Regions from separate parts of the Mus musculus genome. Here regions 2, 3, 4, 5, 6 and 7 are each linked to region 1. Evidence: chromatin contacts called from public Hi-C and promoter capture Hi-C data. All regions are on one chromosome and are shown on one strand. The core of a region is the stretch at or near the end of the contact, and the rest is flanking DNA. Distances in the headings are between cores, read along the strand shown.

Evidence for each region. Promoter capture Hi-C pulls out the DNA fragments that hold promoters and counts their contacts. A called contact is a pair of places that touch in the nucleus more often than the background predicts.
Region 2: a contact with region 1 is called in a promoter capture Hi-C map of pre-B cells. The contact joins the promoter of Sdc1 here to the promoter of Odc1 in region 1.
Region 3: a contact with region 1 is called in a promoter capture Hi-C map of pre-B cells. The contact joins the promoter of Pum2 here to the promoter of Odc1 in region 1. A contact is called at or near these places in 3 of 39 promoter capture datasets (cranial neural crest, frontonasal cranial neural crest and pre-B cells).
Region 4: a contact with region 1 is called in a promoter capture Hi-C map of pre-B cells. The contact joins the promoter of Gdf7 here to the promoter of Odc1 in region 1.
Region 5: a contact with region 1 is called in a Hi-C map of CD4 T cells, with 4 times the contacts expected there. The contact joins the promoter of Laptm4a here to the promoter of Odc1 in region 1.
Region 6: a contact with region 1 is called in a promoter capture Hi-C map of pre-B cells, with 4 times the contacts expected there. The contact joins the promoter of Ttc32 here to the promoter of Odc1 in region 1. A contact is called at or near these places in 2 of 39 promoter capture datasets (cranial neural crest and pre-B cells) and 2 of 484 Hi-C or Micro-C datasets (CD8 T cells and pre-B cells).
Region 7: a promoter capture Hi-C map of pre-B cells shows a contact between it and region 1. The contact joins the promoter of Rhob here to the promoter of Odc1 in region 1. A contact is called at or near these places in 2 of 39 promoter capture datasets (cranial neural crest and pre-B cells) and 2 of 484 Hi-C or Micro-C datasets (CD4 T cells and pre-B cells).

Annotation. Positions count from the first base shown.
Region 1 is chr12:17,543,444-17,546,231 of GRCm38.p6, reverse strand. It overlaps Odc1 (ornithine decarboxylase, structural 1), which reads right to left and starts at 1,359. Exons shown (of 12, transcript NM_013614.2): 1 at 1,064-1,359. It overlaps Gm22748 (a small nucleolar RNA gene), which reads right to left and starts at 86; the gene lies at 1-86.
Region 2 is chr12:8,770,033-8,772,902 of GRCm38.p6, reverse strand. It overlaps Sdc1 (syndecan 1), which reads right to left and starts at 1,507. Exons shown (of 5, transcript NM_011519.2): 1 at 1,202-1,507. The coding sequence starts at 1,267. Gm4755 (a long non-coding RNA gene) reads left to right here and starts at 1,632. Exons shown (of 3, transcript XR_381238.4): 1 at 1,632-1,938; 2 at 2,275-2,870.
Region 3 is chr12:8,672,654-8,675,524 of GRCm38.p6, reverse strand. Pum2 (pumilio RNA-binding family member 2) reads right to left here and starts at 1,266. Exons shown (of 21, transcript NM_001160220.1): 1 at 1,045-1,266.
Region 4 is chr12:8,300,563-8,303,352 of GRCm38.p6, reverse strand. Gdf7 (growth differentiation factor 7) reads left to right here and starts at 1,399. Exons shown (of 2, transcript NM_001312876.1): 1 at 1,399-1,786. The coding sequence starts at 1,420. It also overlaps a transcript of Ldah not described here.
Region 5 is chr12:8,919,796-8,922,556 of GRCm38.p6, reverse strand. It overlaps Laptm4a (lysosomal-associated protein transmembrane 4A), which reads right to left and starts at 1,250. Exons shown (of 7, transcript NM_008640.2): 1 at 263-1,250. The coding sequence starts at 598.
Region 6 is chr12:9,028,692-9,031,391 of GRCm38.p6, reverse strand. Ttc32 (tetratricopeptide repeat domain 32) reads right to left here and starts at 1,395. Exons shown (of 3, transcript NM_029321.2): 1 at 1,196-1,395. The coding sequence starts at 1,335. It overlaps Wdr35 (WD repeat domain 35), which reads right to left. Exons shown (of 27, transcript NM_001159527.1): 27 at 2,545-2,700.
Region 7 is chr12:8,498,587-8,501,293 of GRCm38.p6, reverse strand. It overlaps Rhob (ras homolog family member B), which reads left to right and starts at 1,285. Exons shown (of 1, transcript NM_007483.3): 1 at 1,285-2,707. The coding sequence starts at 1,662. The coding sequence ends at 2,252.

The sequences.
Region 1 (2,788 bases), core at 110-2,609:
CAATGGTTAGGAGCCACAATTTGCTCTAGCATGGGACACTATGAGAGGCCCACGGGGAAGAGCCTGCCATAAATCCAAATCCATGCATGGTTAAACATGTTAAGCCTTAATTTAACGAGACTTTTGGCAATGTCAACTTCCGTTAGCTGCCTAAACCTCTCCTAAGTTAAGACTAGAGAAGAGAGCCAGCCAACTCGTTGTATATCATTTACAACTGATGAATGGGCTTTGGCAGTAACTTTGTAATTTTAGGTCTTAAGTATTTTCCAGGCAACCTTCCGGTTTAAACACGAAAAGCTTTGAGATACTGTTTTGCCTTTCTGTAGCTTTGCCTAAATAATATAATAGATAAGATCTGAAAGAAAAATGTTACTAACACATTTTGGTATGGGAAGTAGCTAAATCGTGTCAGACAATTAGCACAAGAAGGTAACTCTGGAAGATATAAGCCAATTAAAACAGAAAAGAATTCCAATCAGTCAAAGTCTGCCCGATCTTAGGTTTGAATAAAACAAACCACTACATTCTTTGTCCTCTCCCAGACATTCCTGACAGGCTCTGCCCCCCACACTTTTTCCAGTTATTGAGGATTCTGAGTAGGGTTTCCGGGACAGCCGGGAACCCGTTTTCCCCTAAACCACTAAGTCATTCAAGGAGTTCTAATTCCAAGTCACAGCTGGTGGGTATTCATTAGCAGTGACTCCCAGACTAAATTTGGTCTACCAACTTCCACTCCGGGTCATCGCCTCTGCTCTGTACACGTAGTGAAACTAAAGAAAGCAGCAGGAAACTAACTGCAGGACCGCTGCTCGCGGCCGCGCTCCCCTGCACCTGCCGCGGGCTTGCCCTCCATCATCACCCGGGCAAGTGGAGCGCTGAGTCCGGCTGACGCGAAGAGGGCTCCCATGGGGGGATCCGAGGGCTTGCAGCCGAGGTCCAGGAGCAGCTGCCTTCAGGGCGGCGGCTCGCAAGGTCACCGGTCCCGGGCCACGTGTCCCCTGCCGGCGGCCGCAGTCCGGGCCTCGCGACACGTGGCCGCACATCCCTCCCGCGTCCCGCTCACCTCACAGCACGGTGGCCCGGCTGGCCTGACCCATGGAGGCGCCGCCGCCAAACCCCGAGGAGCGCCCGTCCGTCCGTCCGTCCGCCCGCCGCCGCCGCCCCGTCAGCCGCCTCGTCGAGCCCGCCGCAGACGCCGACCGGAGGTGGCGCCGAGCTGCTGGCTGAGGGCGGCCGGCGGTGGCGGCTGCAGGGACTGACAAAGCCCGACGGTGCGACGCGCCGCTACTTATACGCCGAGCACGTCGTCATGGAGACGCACCAGCTCAAACCAGCCGCGATCGGTTCCGGCCGGGAGGCGCGGGGGAGGGGCGGGGACTCCGTGGCGGCCAACCCGGGTCCCGGCGCCGGAGGCGGGGGACGCGGGCCGGGCGCGTCAGTGGGGCGGGGCGCAGCGCGTGCCCACCCACCCGCCCATACGCCCCGCGCTCCCCGCCGGGCCTCGTGTCGGACACGCCCTGCGGCAGGCCTGCGCACGCGCACCACATCACCAGTCCTGGCTGCCAGCATGCCGCAGGGCCCTATGGGCAGCGGGCGGGAGTCGGCTGGTGCATGCGCACATGTACCTGGTCGCCAGTCTCTCGCCCCCTACCTCTCCGCCTAGGCACACAATCTCTTCCCCCTCTCCAGGTCCTAACGGCTGAACCCAGACCTGGAAGACTAGCAAAATTCTTCCTCGGCTTTCCATTCAGGGGGTGGTATTCCCTAGCGGGGCAGGCGTATCGCAGATGCAAGCGGAGGATGGATGGGCCGTGAGCTGTGCGCCGGCCACATAGACTAGACTTGGTGGCGCAGACTGACCCTGCATCACGACCCTGTATGCCTAAGCCTGAAAGCTTGCTGAGAGACAAGCCCGCGGAGGCTGACCCGGCCACTCCGTGTTATGTTGGTGGCTTCCAACTAGATGTTAGGCATCAGTTGCATGCTAAGTACGCCTTCTATCTAAGCAAGGGTCGTATTGAAAGGCGTGTTAGGGACAAGGTAAGAGGTGGTGGACAGCCACCAGCTGTCTCTCTTATTCTGTCTTTCAGGGTAGCTACAACTTTGAGAAGCCTGAATGCGAACAGAGTCTGGGCAGTAAATTTGTATCCACCAAAGTTACATTGTTAAAGAACAAGTGGGACTGACTTACATATTCAGTATTGGAAAAACACACGAACACTACAATTTGTTACTATGTATACTATGTATACGATGTTAATGGTTTGTTAATTCTCAGTTAAAACCCCTCTCCCAGCCCAGACGTTGAGATACCATAGCAGTACCAAAAAACTAACTTGAATCACAGCAAAGGAAAAAACTTGAAGCTTTTCAAGGGCCTGAGCAGGGCCAGATGACCCACACCTTTAATCCCAGTACTCAGGCAGAGGCAGGCTTTTGTTTATTTGTTTTTTGTTTGGTTTGGGTGGTTTGTTTTTGAGACCTGGCCTCTCAGTTTAGCCCTGGCTTTAGTGGAACTCTACCTGCCTCTGCCTCAAGAATGCTGGGATTAAAGGTATGTTCCTTCTCTGACCAGCTAAATCTCTTAAGTTTGAGACCAGTATAGTCTACAAAGAGTTCCAGACCAACCACGGCTACATAGTGAGACCCTATCACAAAACAAAGTCAAACAAACAAACCCCACTGGCTTTTCTCCAGAGGTCCCTAGAGAAAATCCACAACCCAGCTCCACTCCCAAACTGTTGTGCAGTTTTGTGCAAGCCTTGGTCTCATGTACCCAAGGGTCTTT
Region 2 (2,870 bases), core at 258-2,757, 8.8 Mb after region 1:
ACCCGGAGGGCAGCGCTGACACCTGGCGGCGACCCAGGACCCGGCCCACGTCAAGGACCAGCGCTGCGGGGCGGTTCCCAGGGAAGGGTTACAGGGGCCGAGAACAAAGCGCCCCCGTTGGGGAAGGCGGGCTAGCGGACGGCGGCTGGGGCGGGAGAGCACTTTCTGGGGTACCCTCGACCAAGCTCTTTGTCGGCCAAGCCGCTGATTAGAGAGACCGACCCCCACCAAAGGTGGATGGCTGCATCCTACCCAGAAGCTTTCCCCCACCAGTCGCCAGCTCCACGTTCGTCCCTCTTTCCCCGCGGCCCTACTGGGCGGGCCAAGGGACCCGCCTTCCCTACGCGCGGCTTCAGCACAAAGCCGAGTCGGGGGAGGGGAAGAGCCGTACCGGGGTCCACTCGCGGGGAGGGTCCCCCGCGCGGGCCATGCGGAGGAGGCCCTCCGGGGGCAGCACAACTTCAGCGACCCCAAAGTTGGGTTCTTAGGGTCTTCAGCGTTCTGAAGCCAACTTCCCGGAACCTCCCGCTGCCAGCTCGGCCCGGCTCACCTGGGGCAGCCAGAGAAAAACCGAAGGTCCCTGAGCCACCCTCTTGTGTCCCACAAACAGCCTTAATCCCGTCCCTCCCGCCACCCCGAACGTCAGCTTCCCCCTGTTCCCGCGCCGGCTCTGCTGTGCCCAAACTTGCCCCGGTGCAAAGGGCCGAGCGCCCGGACTCCGCGGCGCTGGGGGTGCAGCCTGCAGTCTGGTTTGAATTAGGGTCTATGGAAAAGGCGTTGTGGCCATGGCCACTGCATCCCTCCGGGACACTGGCGGAGGCCAGGCCGCTGAGATGGCCAGCAAGACAGCAACGGGAGAGAGCAACTCCAAGCGGCGCCTAAGGCCGGCGGAGCGCCTAAGGCCGGCGGACTCAGACCCATGTGGAGTCGTTTTACTTAATTGGGAGCGGGGAACCAATGGAGGTTCCACTCTGCAGGACGCCCGGACCACGAGCTGGGATAGCCTCCTGGCATCCACGGACCGTAGAGGAATTGGGACAGGAGTCCTCATTAAAGGGCTCACCATCCCAGGATCCGCCAGGCAGCGCGGGAAGAAGTCCCCGCTCCCCTCCCCCTCCACGTGCTGCCGCCTGCATGGCATCGGCGAGTGGCGAGTCCCGGCTTCCCGCCGCCTCCCAGCCCTGCCCCGGGCCACACTCACCGGGAGGGCAGGCTGCAGGCGCAGCGCCAGCGCGCAGAGCCAGAGCCAGAGCGCCGCGCGTCTCATGCTGCCCAGACCGGCGGCGGGAGCTCGGTGGGCTTCGTGGATCCGAGTTGCCGGTTGCACGGAGCTCCGGGCCGGCTCTGCTGATTGCTCTGCGCTTTGCTGTCCCAGGCTCCTGCCCAGCTCGCTGCTCTCTCGAGCGAGGGCTGTAGGTTTCGCCGGCTGGAGTCAGCTCCCGACTGCCAGGTCCCTTCCTCTGCGTTAGGCTCTGTCTCCTCTGGCCCGCACCTCTCCCGCGGAGCTCCGCCTTATAATAAACCCAAAGGCTCTGCAGTTGCAAAACTAGCCGCCCACCCCCAGCTCCGCGGGCCTGGGTAGTCCCAATCTCCACCCCTCGGGCCCCGCCCCCTGGGTTGCCCCGCCCCTTGGAGCGCCCCACCCCCCAGGGATCCAGCCACACCCCCTTCCACGCCTCCTAGGATCGAAGCCCACCCCACTCTTCAGCTCTTGCAGGTCTGAGTCCCACCTTCCTCCCCTGAGCACTGGTGAGTGCCGGCAATCTGTAATTCCCGCGTCGCACCTTCCTTGATGCGTAGCTGACGGAGACCCAGGTGCACTCGCTACTATGTCCTGGTCCGGAGTCCGGAGGCACTGCCCTGGAGAAGGGCGATTGTTAGTTCTCTACGTGCGAGGCTGCAGCGCCCTCTGGGCGAGGACACCCAGGGGTCCTCCAGGTGAGCAAGATTTTGGGGGCAACCTCGGAGCCCCACAGCGATGAGGCTATATATAAACCGAGGGATCGATGTATGGTTCCCACCTCCCCACGGGCTGAGGATAGGGGACCCCTGAGGTCTTGGTCCTTTACTTAATTGCTGGGAACTCCAGACCTTTAAAGACCTTTAAAGACATGAGCACTGTCTGGAAGAGCTGGCTTTGTTATTGTTTTTATTATTATTATTATTATTATTATTATTATTATTTTCTTTTTTGCTGTCTTTCTATTTATAGAAAGCCCCTTCTCTTCCTTGTCCAAGACCAAAGGAAAAAATAAATGGCCTCTTTGTTTCCAGGTGACCGCAGGCCTAACCAGCTGCGGAGCTCCAGTTGAATTCCTGTTCCTTCATGATTCTCTATGGGGCCTGGACCTCACAGTTTCCAACGTCCTTCAGACGTGTCAGTCCAAAAAGGAGCCCAGAGAGCCTACAGGCGAGGCAGATAGCAGCGAGAGCAAGGAGGAAGAACCAGCCCTGTCTTGCCCTCAATCTGTAGATGGTGCCAAAGGCCCTTTGCACCTGCAAGGCAGGGGCCATAGATGGCATCCATCCTTGTTCCTCAGCCCCACATCAGCTGGCCTGGACTGAGAAGCTAGATCTGAGGCTCAGCGTCTCGGGAAGTCCCCAGTGTAGACTCTACACTGTGGAACCAGCCTTCTGGGAATTCAACAGCCTCCTTTACACACACCACACCTCCAGCAGTAGCCCAACAACCAGCACCCAGTTGTGTTTGAACACTTTTGTCCTCAGGAAACTCTCCCTTTTGGCGTCTCAGCTGCCCTAGGTCTAACTATGGGCTACATACAGATCCTGCCCAGTTCTTGCCTAGATCCTTGAGGGTCTTGGTAAAGAATACCCAATAGCAAGGCTCAGGAAGGCTTAGGACCTAAAAA
Region 3 (2,871 bases), core at 17-2,516, 8.9 Mb after region 1:
TCACCCGGTCACATGGTTAGGAGTCACGAATCTAAGCGGTGAACAAGCTTCAAACACGCCAAGGTAACTCCTTAAAACTGCTTTCGTGACACACTGTATCGTTTCCAGGCACTGCACCCTGCTAAGCATTTAAAAACATTTCTCCTGAAATCATCACAGAAAACCCCTTCCTCCAGATTTCTTTAAATCTGAAAAAAACTATCATAGCATGTCTTCTTTTGTACATAAAACGTCTGAATTCCATTCCCTTCCCCAAAAGTTCAGCTGTTACAGAATAAAAGGCTACGAGGAAAAAGAAGGGTTTCTAAAGCCGTATTCTTGGAAGAAGCACTAACTTTACACGTGTTCGGCCATAAACTCCGCACAGTTTATTTCCCCTCAAATTTGACCGTATTCACAAGCAAAACTAAGGTTCGAATATCTGAAGTCGCTGTTTTGGTCTTCGGCTTTCAAGTTCCTCGTTCTTCGGGTACCGAAGAGATGTTCCCCTAACAAAAAGCACCACGTTCCTTTCTAAGGCACCTGAACAGGTCGAACCCCAGTCCCGATTTTCTTTCACATTCACATCCGTTTGCCAAGGTTTTCCTGGACACTCGCAGGCCAGAGGACCACCCCGCACCCCAACCTAGCGACCCCCGCCCACCCACCCTCGCTCTCATAAACCCACTCCTTCCGCTTCACCCACTTCCACCTCGCACGTTTCTCTGGATTCACCGTGCTTCTTCCAGACTGTGGGCACCGAGGGGCTGGAGGCCGCCTGGCACCCACACGGATCTGGTCACTAAGGCCGGCAAAGGGCGCGGGGCGCGGGAAGGAAGCGGGAAAGCGGCGAGTGCGCCCCCTCCCCCGCCGGCGCACACCCCCTTCCGGCTCCCCTCCCCCGGCATTGTGCGAGCGGGGCCCAGGCCGCGGCCCGCCGCGATCCCCGCCCAGGCCCGACCCGTTCCCGCCCGAGGCCTGCTCCCGCGGAGGCCGCCACACAAAGCCCAGAGCCGGCCCCCGCGGCGCCCACGGACCCGACGAAGCGAGCGCGGGCTGACTTACAGGGCTGCTGCGGCCGCGCTGCCTCAGCCGGGGGACACCGACCGTTGGGCACCGGCGGCGACGCTCTCGGCCGTCCGTCCTCCCCCTCCGCCTCCGGTGGCGGCGACGTCTTCTTTCTCCTCCTCCTACCTCCCTCCCCCCCACCCCACCTCCTTCTTCTCCTCCCCCTCCTCCTCCGAACCACCGAAGTACCGAGGGTGAGGCACAGAGACTCACAACAACATGGCTGCCGCCGCCGCCTCCCCTCCCCTCCCTCCCCCGCCCACCGGCCGCGCGCAAAGCACTGCGGGAGAAAGGGGGGAGCACTCACCCAGCCGCGACGCCTCGCAGTGAAGTGCGTACTTCTCCCGCGCGCCGGGCGCAGGGGGCCGGCCGGGGCTCCGCGCGTGCGCACTGGCGCGGCGCTCTCCTCGCGGGTGAGGCCGCCATCGGGCGTGCACTTCCCGGCCTTTACCTTCTGGGATCAGGGCTGGCCTGCACGCCGGACCTCTGGCGCTCTGCTCCCGGGGCTGGTCACGCGCCTCGTGTGGTGCTGCAAACCCCCGACTTTCTGTGTGAGACTGAATTTATTCATCCACCGCTTCCTCCCGGATATCTCATTGTTCTCCCTAAACTGCCTGTGTGTAAGCACTGCTGCCCATGCACCCCAAAATTGAAGTCTCTTTCCCCCTACTTCCGGTATGCTGGCACCTACAGGAGTTGTAGACCTTAATACAGCCCTACCGCTCAACGTTTATCTCCCCTTTTCCACTCAAATGTTGGAGGTTTAGGGATAAAAAAAAAATGCACCTTGTTATCGTCTACAGTAGGCAAGTGTTACTGACTTCCTGCAATTGATGAGCCAGGGGTACTGGGTAAGCACAAAAGAAACTACCTTGGCTATGTATCAGACTGAATGTTTTCTTATTACCAGTTACAGAATTGTCTTGCCCTTCCTTGAAATCTGCAGGGAACAACAATGGCTCCAAAGATTTGGTCGCAGTCGTTGGGACCACTTTCTATCACACCTCTCTTGGAGAGTTTAGGCCCTCATGGGACAACTTCCTAATTAATGGCTTACCTCCTGGTTTTGACAATCCAGGGCCTTTTAATTAACTCAGTGTCTTCCCTAGGCATCTGTGAGCTCTACCAGGCTAAGGACTGTATGTGCTTTGTTCATGTGATGTATCCTAGTGCCTGTTAAACACAGCTCTTTGGGTTTTCATCATTATAAAGACAGACTGATTTAAAATTTATCTTGCCGGGCGTGGTGGCGCACGCCTTTAATCCCAGCACTTGGGAGTCAGAGGCAGTCGGATTTCTGAGTTCAAGGCCAGCCTGGTCTACAAAGTGAGTTCCAGGACAGCCAGGGCTATACAGAGAAACCCTGTCTCAAAAAACCAAAACCAAAATAAATAAATAAATAAATAAATAAAAATCTTACTGTTGTATCGCTTTGACAGAATACTAAATCAGGTCATTAATAAAGAAAATAAATTTACTTCCCAAGCGTCTGAAGACTAGGAAGTCCAATGCTAAAAGTAGTGGAAAGATCCTTGGGGCTGTGTAATCAATCCCATGATAAAACTCAAAAGGACAAAAGACCAGGAGGGGAGGGCTTGAGCTTGCTTTTATAATAATCTACTCAAAATAACATATACTCCCTAGATAGTGATACTAATTTATGCAGGAGAGCCCTTTGACTTAATCCCACCTCTTTTTAAATATCAATATGCATGTTTGTGTGTGTACAGGTGCACATGTGTGTGCATGGCACGTGGAGGGATGAGGTTGACACTCTCACTGAGATTTTACTGGGCTGGCCGGCCAGTGAGTCCCAGGAATCCT
Region 4 (2,790 bases), core at 150-2,649, 9.2 Mb after region 1:
GCAGGAAGGCCCTGAGTAGGGAGGCCAGCAGCACAGACCGTGGTCCAGGTGCACGCGTGCCTGCTATCCAGAGGGCGAGGTGGGAGTATAAGACTCCAACGCGGGAGCCTGGGCTATGTAGTTTATTAGGAAGAGGCTTTTAGATAGCACCTTGACCTGACTCACGGACCGGGCGTGGATTCTGAGTTTGGTATCCAGAACAATGCTAAAGTAATGGATTTGGGGTCCAGGCTTTTAAATCCCTTGGACAGTTGGTCTATTTTCTGGACATTCTTGCTCTGGGGTTTGTCTGAACTAAATCGACACACATGCTGGCGCCTTCCCCCCTCAGAGCAGGAGTGGGGAGGAAGTTAGCCAAACAAAAGTCCCAGCGTCTGTATGCTCAAGAGTCGCCCAGGCATAGACCAGAGGTGGCCCTTTCCACCCATGCTCATAGAGTGCTATAACCATGCTGGCATCCGAGCGCTATTCCATGGCTTTGCAACGCAGCCTCTGGGCTTGTGGTTGCACTCTTGCCTTTTGCTCTGAAGACCTTGAAGAAATGTGGTCACCTGCCCCACTCTCCCCTTTCCCCGGGCAAATTACTTTGCACATTCAAACCCTGAGACCTAATTTGAGTAGGATTCCGCTGGTCCCCGCCTTCCTAATTCATTAAACCCTTTAAGATTTCAGCTCCTGCTTTGGCTCAAGATGCCCACCCAAAGCTTTTCCGGTCCGTGCCCATCTGTACCCTCCAGCCACTCATCCTTCATCACAGATCCTCTCCCTTTCTCTGGCCTCCCACTGTTATCTTCAGAGGGCTGTGGACGGGAGAGGGTGGCATCCAAATGTGTATCGTAAGCATCCCTAGGAACTCCCTAATGAGCATCCATCAAGGGGGCGTACGGCGAGAAAGCTGGATGGGAGGGGCCCAGTCTTGACTTGGCCCGGGTCTGGCATCCCTAGCACTCACAAGATCACGCGGAGGGCGGTGTTTCTCCATGGAGGAGTCGGGAGGAAGCTGGGCGGGTACGCGAGACGCCCCATCTTCCAGCCAAGGAGTGCGCTGAGGTCTTGGGGCGGAGGGGGGTGGGGGCTCGTAGTACCTTCGGGAGGGGAGGCGGGGCACCGCGTTGTGGCAGGAGCCTCGGGCGGATGGCCTTCTCTTGGCAAGGACAAGGACCAGGCACTACAGCAAGGGGAGGCGACTTCTACCCTGCACTGCGCGATAGGCCTGAGTTGGGGGGCTCAGCGCTGCGGGTTGAACGTTCAGCAGGGGGCGCTGCTCCGAGCGCTGGGCGGGGGTGGGGTGGGAGAGGAGGGGGGCAGCGGCTTGCTGCGCACACTTCCCCCATTATTAAACACTATGTTCAAAAGGCGTCGGGGGACTTCCCGGAGCCACGGAGCCCGTGTCGCGCGGCCGGCCGGCCCAAGGAGCCCATGGACCTGAGCGCTGCCGCCGCGCTGTGTCTCTGGCTGCTGAGCGCTTGCCGTCCCCGCGACGGGCTAGAAGCTGCCGCGGTGCTCCGAGCGGCGGGGGCTGGACCAGCCTGGAGCCCCGGGGGCGGCGGCGGCGGGCGGACCCTCGCCCGGGCTCCAGGCCCTTCAGCTCTCCAGGCCGCTGCGGTTCCGGGTCCCCGAGCTGTGCGCCGCGCTGCGGGTTCTGGCTTCAGGAACGGCTCGGTGGTGCCACACCACTTCATGATGTCGCTTTACAGGAGCCTGGCGGGGAGGGCTCCGGTCGCGGCAGCTTCAGGGCACGGGCGTGTGGACACAATCACCGGCTTCACAGACCAAGCAACTCAAGGTACTTTACGCGTCTTCTGCGCACCAGCCCATCCCGTCTACTCTTGACTGGAGACGAGCCGGGGGAGGCAAGCCTCTGCCCGATTCGATCCTGAACTATGATCCCTATAGTTATCCTCAGGTGCTGGAGAGAAAAAGTTGTCTTCGAAGTCATTGTTCACGAACCCCTAAGCCAGTCAAGGCTTGGTCTCCGAGGGCTAAGGGAGTGGGAGCCGCTCTTCAGAACAGGCTGGCAGGTTCCCCTCAAGCCAAGCGGAGCTCAAGATCCGCTTCTTTGGGGGAAGGGTCTAGTGTAGCCTTGGGCCTGGAGCCCTGGGAGAAGAAAGAAGGGCAGGAGTTGTGGCCTTTGAGTTCCCGCCAAGAGGGACGAGAGCAGTGATGGTAGTGCCTTGTGTTCAGCGGGGGACTGGGGACTATACACAAATTGAAGCTCAGGGGAATTCAGGGTAGAGCAGCTGGTATCCAATTAAAGTCATGGCCTCTCGGTATCAGAAGGACCCCTCTCAGGCAGGCCGTTTCGGGTGGATGGTGGCTTGTGTATGGGAAGAGAGTTTGGGTGCCTGCCTTCCTTCTGTGACAGTAGGCCCCAGCAGCCAGAGTCCAGGGCCTCGGCTTGTGTGGGGAGAAAAGGGATGGTTGGAGCTCAAACATCACATTTTACCCTGTGTAGGGCCCTCCAAAGGTAGGATGTGGGTGGGGTTGTGGGGTGGTTGTAGTATGTGTGTGTCATCTGGCTTTTATTAATCTCCATTGAAGTCATTAAAGCAGACAGATAGGGAAAATTTAACTAATTTCAGGCGGAAATGCAAGTAATTTTGGCTTCAATTCTGCCCAGCCAAAGATCTAGCTTGGAAATCAGGAGGGAAAGGAAGGCAAGTAGGGCTGAAAAGTGAGGCTAGGCAGCCTTTGGCAGTCTGCAGGCCTTTGATACCAGCGTGGGAAAACAGGCTGTGGCTACCACGCATCAGCCATCTCAGAAACACACTCAGTGCGCAGCATGTACGC
Region 5 (2,761 bases), core at 1-2,500, 8.6 Mb after region 1:
ATAACTGCGGGACAATAATTGTTTCGATGGGGGGGTGGGGCGGGATGAGGGTTGCGCACTTCCCGAACCCGAAATGACGATCCTATTCCCATCCCCTCCCAAATCCTGGGGAGCCCCATCTCGTAAAGCCTCAGTTCACAGTTAAAAGCACCCCGAAAAGTAGCGCCCCAACAACTTTCACGTCCCCGCCCCCTGCCCACCAGGCCCACTTGTCGCGCAGGCGCACTGGCCTGGTGGAGCGGCCCTGCCAGCCAGCCCTTACCATGTACCAGGTCCCCAGGATGATCGTCCCGGTGCGGACATGGCAACAGCCGCAGCACCGGGTGCTGTAGAACCGGTCGCTGCGGCTCCGTTTGAAAGTCATGGACACCATCCGGAACCTCGCGGGCCTCGTTCTCGCCCAGGCCCCTGACAAAAGCTTTCGGCCCAGCGGTTCAACCCAGACGACTCTACGACGGTGTCCACAGCCAAAGGACGCGTCTTCTGGCCCGCCCTCGGCCCGGGCCCTTGCCAACTCCTGTGCGCCTGCGCTCTGGGCGCCCGGCGCCGCTCTCGCGGGACGTCGGCTCGGAATCTCTCCCTCCGCCTTCTGCCACATACAGACCAACGAAGAGCGGAAGGCCGGGCTACCTGGCTTCTGATTGGAGAAGATGTGGAGATTGAAACAGATCACGCCCAATCAAAAGTTCAACTCTCTCCGGCGCTGTTTGACCGCGGTGCGCGTGGCTGGGCTCGCTGTCGGGGGCTGTAGGAATTGAGGGTAACTCGGTAATTCACCGTCTCCCAGACGAGCTCCGCAAGGAGGAGAAGGGTGAAACAAGACGGAGTTGGTGGCAGACAGCGGGCACGGAGATTTTTGGCGCTGTCTTTCGCCACGTTGTCTTTGTCACTGCGAGGCCCACGTGACGTATTCGTGCTCTATTGTTGGGCCTGTCGGGGCGTGCCTGCGGGAAGGGGCGTGGCTACCATTCTGGCGTGGCCCTCTAGGCTCAGACCAGAAAGGAGGGCTCGCAAGTAGGCTAAAGGATTGGATTTCTGTCCTTCCCCCATCTCTCTGAAGCCTACTTAGAGGGAGCCAATAAATACCACTGGACTCTGCCAAAGGCCAAGGGATTAAGGAAAATGACAGCATGATAAAGTGGAGAAACCGCTTAGCTGTTGAGTTTATACAGATAATAGTGATTTTTTTTTTCTTCTTGAAGAGAAAGATTGTGAAGGACATTGAAATAGGCCAGAAAAACAAGCAAAAAAAAAAAAAAAAAATAGAGAATGAGAGAGTGTGTCTTAAGTGAGAAACAAGCCACACTTTTCTGCATGCTCTGATGCCAGAGTGAGCCTCAACTTTCTGTGGGATGCTGGACATTTCTACAGCATGTTACACGAGACTCACTGACTCATACCTCTTCTCAGAGAAAGCCATTTGACATAAGTTGGGTGATTCAGTTATCATTTTTACTTCAACAATGGGTGCTTTATATTCACTCTATAGTTCCTTCTAACATCTTATGATCCTCATTAACTGAGTCAAGTTTTTGACTGAATTTATTTTGTATTTGTTTTAAGATTTGTGGCTATCAGCCGGGCTGTGGTGGCGCACGCCTTTAATCCCAGCACTTGGGAGGCAGAGGCAGGTGGATTTCTGAGTTCAAGGCCAGCCTGGGCTATGCAGAGAAACCCTGTCTCAAAAACAAACAAACAAACAAACAAGGCTTGTAGCTACCTTGAGAAGGAATGAAACTGTACCATAGTGTGCAGCTGTGGATAATAGGCATAATCAAATAAACACTGAATAATTTCAAAGAACCTCAAAAGTATTTTGGAAAGAGGAAGGGAAGAGATGTCAGGACAAAATCCATGCCTTTACCATAATTTAAGCCAGTAGACAATGCTAGAATTTTATTAATGAAAATATAGTATATATGAAGAGGTGGTAAGTGGGTAAAGTGCTTGCAAAGCAATCGTGAGGATTCATGGAAAACCAGACGCTGTGGCTTTACCTTTCTGTAAAACCCAGCTGTTACAGCCAGACAGATGTCTTGAGTGAGGAGACATCCCTGCAAGCTCTCTGGCCAGCTAGCCTAGTGTATGAGGAAGCAAATGAGGGGGATGCAGGATTTGTGGGTCTTTAAGGTTCCTAGAATATGTGTGTGAGTGAAAAAACGCTACATGTGTAGCAGTCGCTAGAGGAAGCCAGAAGCAGACATAAGATCCCCCTGGAGCTGAAATTGCAGGCTGCCTGATGTGGGTCCTGGGAACTGAACTCTAGGCATCTGAAAGAGCAGAAAACACTTGGTTTTTTAGAAGACTGTGTTTTATGTATATGAGTGTTTTGCCTACCATAATTGAAGCCAGTAGACAATGCTAGAAGTTTATTAATGAAAATATACTATATATGTCTGTTAAGAACATGGACTGGGCATAAGGAGATGGCTCAGTGGGTAAAGTGCCCACTGGAGGCCAGAAAAGGGTGTTGGATTCTCAGGAACTGTTGTTACGACTGGTTGTAAGCCTCCATGTTGGTACTCGGAACCAAACCCAGGTCCTCAAGTGTTCTTAACCACTGAGTTATCTTCCCAGCCCCTCTTTAATTCATAGTCTCAATTTCCCTTCCCCGTTCTTTCTCTTTTCCTTTCTATTTTTGTTTTATGACATGATCGCAACCTAGCCTCCAGCTCACTATGTAGCTTAGGATGCTCTTCAGTTTCTGACCCCCTTGCTTCTGTCTCCTGATCCCCTACCTACGTCTGTCACAAATCCAGGG
Region 6 (2,700 bases), core at 146-2,645, 8.5 Mb after region 1:
TGTGAACCTGCAGAGTTGGATCGATTCTCCCGGTTTAACGACCAATTCACAACCAATACAGAGACATTGGGACAAACAATACGGAGGGGCTAAGAGTAAGACTCCCTGATAAGCAGATGTATCAAGAGAGGAGCTGAGACTAGATAATAAATATAGTGAACTGCCAACCTGACCTGCTTCTTCCTGACCCGGCTGACCGGAAACAAAAACCCGGCAGCCTAAAAAGGCTTTTCTACTTTTTTTTCACCAATAGAGCCCCCCACCCCACCCCACCCCCGCTGATGGCTCTGCTATGCTACTACTACACAAGTTCAAAGCTGGATCGGACATGCTTAGGGCTCTGTGCTCAAACTGACCAACCCTCAGTTCCTTAAACCCTCAAAGGAGTGGATCTGCGGGTTCCTGAAATCCTCTTCCGCTTTGCCGAGGGTTTTATCTGTTTGCCCACTCAAGTTTTCTCACCCCTAGGAAACCTTTCCTCATTAGCGGATTCTCTCATAAGCTGTACTTAGTCGTGGCACCCTCCTCCTCCTCCACCACCTCCTCCTCCTCCGCTGCTACCTGCCTGGCTTGAGAGTTTTACTGCCTTTTAATTCCTTAACTGGCAGAAAACAGAATGCAACCAAGACCCCTAAATGTCAAAATTTTTATAATTATCAGATTTTGGCTCGACATACAACCCCGTTTTCTAAAGACTCAAAGCGTAGTGGGAATAGAGGGGTCAGAGTGCACATCTTGATAAGCTGCTCGAACTCAAATATCAAAGTAACAAAGAACTGTACTGGGCAATAAACGTTTCATCGCTGGCTTGATATTCTACAGAAAGGACTCTTGTGATGTTCTAGCGGTGTCACATTAACAACCCTTAACTTCAGGAGTGTGCTGTGACGTCGTGGTAAACACTAACGGGACAGCTGGGTGCAGCGACTGTGCTTAGCTTAAGCGGGTGCTGAACCGGAACCTTCGCGTCCGGAACACAAAGGCGTCGCTGTGGTTCCGAGGACGACCACCTTCCCTGCCCAGAACAGCGGCTTCCTGCCGCCTGGGCCTCTGCGGAGACCAAGGCGTCCCCTCCCCGAAGGACAGGGCTCGGAGGGGATCTTTTCTGGGGAAACCAAGCGGCAGCCCAGGACTCCGCGGTCCGCGCGTGGCTCGGGGACCACCCACGCGCCCAGCCCGCTCTCGCGATAGTTACCTCCCGTGACGCGCGCACTGGCCAATGAAGGCGGAGTACAGCTCCCGGGCCTCGGCAAACTCGCCCCTGGAGAAGCGAGCCTGCGCCGTGGCCAGGGCGGCCGAGCTCTCTCCGCCCTCTCGGCCTGGCCGCAAGGCCATGACCGCCTCACCCGGGTGGAAGCGGAACCACAGCTACCGCTCACGGGACTTCGTTGGCTAAAGGAAAAGGACGTTTGTCCTGTTTGAAGACCCGTAGTATCGCGAGACAACTGGTAGCGCCTGACGCCGTTCGCGGGAAATTAAGAGAATTTAAATCTTTGTGACATGTGTATACATAATTAGATTAGATTAGATTAGATTAGATTAGATTAGATTAGATTAGATTAGATTAGATTAGATTAGATTAGATTAGATTAGATTAGATTAGATTAGATTAGATGGATGATAGATAGACAGACAGACAGTGCCCATGGCCGGGCGGTGGTGGTGCGCATATATCCAGGCAGAATGCTGTATACATAGTAAATAAAGAAGTCTTTAAAAAATTTTTTTTTAGAAAATAATTATAGAAGCAGACAGTAGAGGGCAACATAATATTGCTGTTTTCATTTTAGATACCCAAAATAAGCGTCTAGAGCTATGGCAACAGAGTTAATATTCTGTTACTTTGAAACAAATTTGTCCATGTTTCTGAGTGTGAACTTTCTGTAGTCTCTATGGTAACAATTCTCTGCCACTTCAGTCACTGTATATTTTCCTAAAAAGACTTAGCTTTTTCTCCCATGTGATATATATTCTGTGTATGTCTCTGTGTGTGTCCGAGGATGTGTCTGTGGATGTGAAGACAATGCAAATGCCACATTTCCCTACATTATAGTGGAAGGAAACATGGGATAAACGTCCTTTTTTCCCTTCAGAATTTGTTTTCATGTTTATTTCAAATAATGTCTCAGAAAAACTTTTGATCTGAGCTCTGAGAATAAAGAAAAGTGATTTGTTTTGTTTTTTCGAGACACGGTTTCTCTGTGTAGCCCTGGCTGTCCTGGAACCCACTCTGTAGACTAGGCTGGCCTCGAACTCAGAAATCTCCCTGCCTCTGCCTCCCAAGTGCTGGGATTAAAAGCATGTGCCACCACTGCCCGGTCAGAAAAGTGATCTTAAAGTACATTTCAGCAAAATATAATGAGCTGTGTATGGCAGATGAGAGAGGTCGGCAGTGCCTGTGCAGGTACACTGCTTACCAGAATGCTGGGACCGGCCACATTAGTGCATGCTGTGGCTGCTGGGGTCACATTTAGGCCACTAGAGTACTCTGAACCATGGCATAGCTCGGGATAAGCTTGATGATAACTACAGCATTACTCAAAATCAGTTAATTCATGTTTATTACAAAGAAAAGAGACCAAATGCTTCCTCTTGAATGAGGCTTGTAGTCTTTAAAACTTCAAATAATAAAAAGTCTTAAAATGCCATTTCCTCATTTATGAACATACAGAAATTTAACCTTAAGTAGAAACAGAGCTC
Region 7 (2,707 bases), core at 36-2,535, 9.0 Mb after region 1:
GAGACAAAGAAATGGGTCATAAGGTCATCATGACATGGTCACTGAGAAAGCTTTCTCTTAGCTGGTACCCCTAGCCTAGCCCTCCATGAGGACCCCACGCAGCAATGTTAAGCCATTTCCCCACTTTCTTTCCTCCTTTTTCTTTGTTCAGTTTCTCTTGGGGGCGGGGTAAGGCCCTCTTTGACGCCCTTTGCAGCTTTCTGTCTTTCCTATTTCTTACAGTGGACTGGCTTAAATCCTTTAAGATAGGAAGAGGTGTCATCTCCTGCAGGAAGTGGTAATTCACGAGTTAAGACCTGGTGTGTATGAAGAAACTCCATCCTCTGTACAGAAACCGTGTGCCCACCGGCAAGTTCCCTGCGAGGCCGCATGCCTGCTTTCCCAGCTTGAAGCTTTTCATCTGCTCCATGAGAGTTGTTGGGATAGATGGGTTTCCTTGCACAGTGTACTTCAAGCAGTTCTCTGGCTTTAGGGCGAGAATCAGATGTAATGTGGTAGGACTGGGTGAAGGTTGCCTGCCCAAGCTGGGTGCTTTCTTTTTCAGCGGAGTGCCCTGCACCTCGCTTTCCTTTGTCCTACAGCTGTGTGTCTCCTAGATTCCTCCCCTTATCTTCTTCACCCGGAGACCTAAGTGTGGGCCTTGAAGAGAAAGCCGAGAGGGGACTCACCCAGGCCCACACAATTTACTGTTAGCCTTTCTCAGTGAAAAGGCTGCCCTGGGTAAGTGTCAGAATTCGGCCCAGAGCACACGAGGGGTTAGTTATCTAAACAAAGTTAAGAAAGAACGAAACCCTTGGCTAGGTAACAAAACCGTGCACCGGTGTCTGTTTAAGTGAAAACAAAACCACGTTAAAGGCGCCGCCCCTCCCCCATGCTTGATCACCCGTAGTTCGCTCGGAAGCTAGATAAAGCTGAAGCCCTGGGAGCAGCCAACGCCCCACAAGAGTGTAGCTCGTCTCGGAACTGCCCACCCAGACCCGGAGGGCTCCAGGCTGCCTGCTCCACGATGTCGCACTCAGAGAGGCTGCGACGAAGGCGGGGACCCGGCGGCCACACAACCCCACGGGGCGGGTCGCCGCGCAGACTCCACAGTCAACGCCTCTCCCAGCCCCGCGGACAGGGCAGTCAATCAAGCTAAGGCGAACCCGCCTTCGGACTGCAGCGGGCGACCAATCGGAGCCAAGCTCCGCAGCGATGAGCTCAGCCCTATGGCTTCCCATTGGGTGGCTATATTAAGAAAGTGGCCGGACTCTTTAAATAGCGGGCGCTAGGGCCGCAGCCCGCATCTGCCACCGCAGTTCGGTTGTCGTCGTCTGCGCCCCTGTACCCTAGGTCTAGAGTGAACCCGCCCCGGGAAAGAAGCTAGGCCGGGTCCGCAGCATCAGCCATCACTTCGCACAAAGCAGCGCAGCTCCGGGACCGCCGAGGACCACAGCGGCGCGGCAGCGGCGCGGCGACACTCAGTGCACCGTATGCCCCTGCGCCCCTGCCGAGGCAACCGGAGCGCCCCGAGAGACCGCGCCGCCGCGGGGTCCAGGTGCAGTTAGCGAGCCTAGCCCGCAGCGCGCAGTCGCGGGAGAGCGGGGAGCGGCAAGCAACAGGGAGCGGGACGGCGGCGAGGCGCTCGCGGGCCCCTCCTGCTGCCCGCGCCCGGCGAGCTCATGGCGGCCATCCGCAAGAAGCTGGTGGTGGTGGGCGACGGCGCGTGCGGCAAGACGTGCCTGCTGATCGTGTTCAGTAAAGACGAATTCCCCGAGGTGTACGTGCCCACCGTGTTCGAGAACTATGTGGCGGACATCGAGGTGGACGGCAAGCAGGTGGAGCTGGCGCTGTGGGACACGGCAGGCCAGGAGGACTACGATCGTTTACGGCCGCTCTCCTATCCGGACACCGACGTCATCCTTATGTGCTTCTCGGTGGACAGCCCGGACTCTCTCGAGAACATCCCCGAGAAGTGGGTGCCCGAGGTAAAGCACTTCTGCCCCAATGTGCCCATCATCCTGGTGGCCAACAAAAAAGACCTGCGCAGCGACGAGCATGTCCGCACGGAGCTGGCCCGCATGAAGCAGGAGCCAGTGCGCACGGATGACGGCCGCGCCATGGCGGTGCGCATCCAAGCCTATGACTACCTCGAGTGCTCGGCCAAGACCAAGGAGGGCGTGCGCGAGGTTTTTGAGACGGCCACGCGCGCCGCGCTGCAGAAGCGCTACGGATCCCAGAATGGCTGCATCAACTGCTGCAAGGTGCTATGAGGGACGCGTCCTGCCTCACGCCCTTGCCAGCGTGGCTCCCCCTCCTTGGCCCGGTCGCCCACGAACCGGGAGAAAGGGAGACCCATGCCCCCAAGGACACCACCAGACTGCCTGACATCTGCTGGTGGCTCTGGCTGGTCACGCTGAGAATTAGCGTGGGCACCGAGCTCCCCCTTCCCAGTGTCTGTGTGTGTCCAGCTGTGTGGCACAGGCCTGGGCACCCTGCTGAGTGCCAAGGGGTTCCTGAGCATCCTTTTCTAAAGAGCCAGGCCTCAAAGTGTGGTTGTGTGTGTGTACGACTCCCTACACCCCACCCGACTCCTGCCCCACCCCCGCCTCTGGTTTCCCCAGGGGCACGCAGAGTGGTTGCGCCCCCAGCAGGTTTGCTTGTAACCAGCAAGCCACTACTGTTGCTCCATGTCTGTAACATAGACCCCTGGAATGGCGGGAGGGGA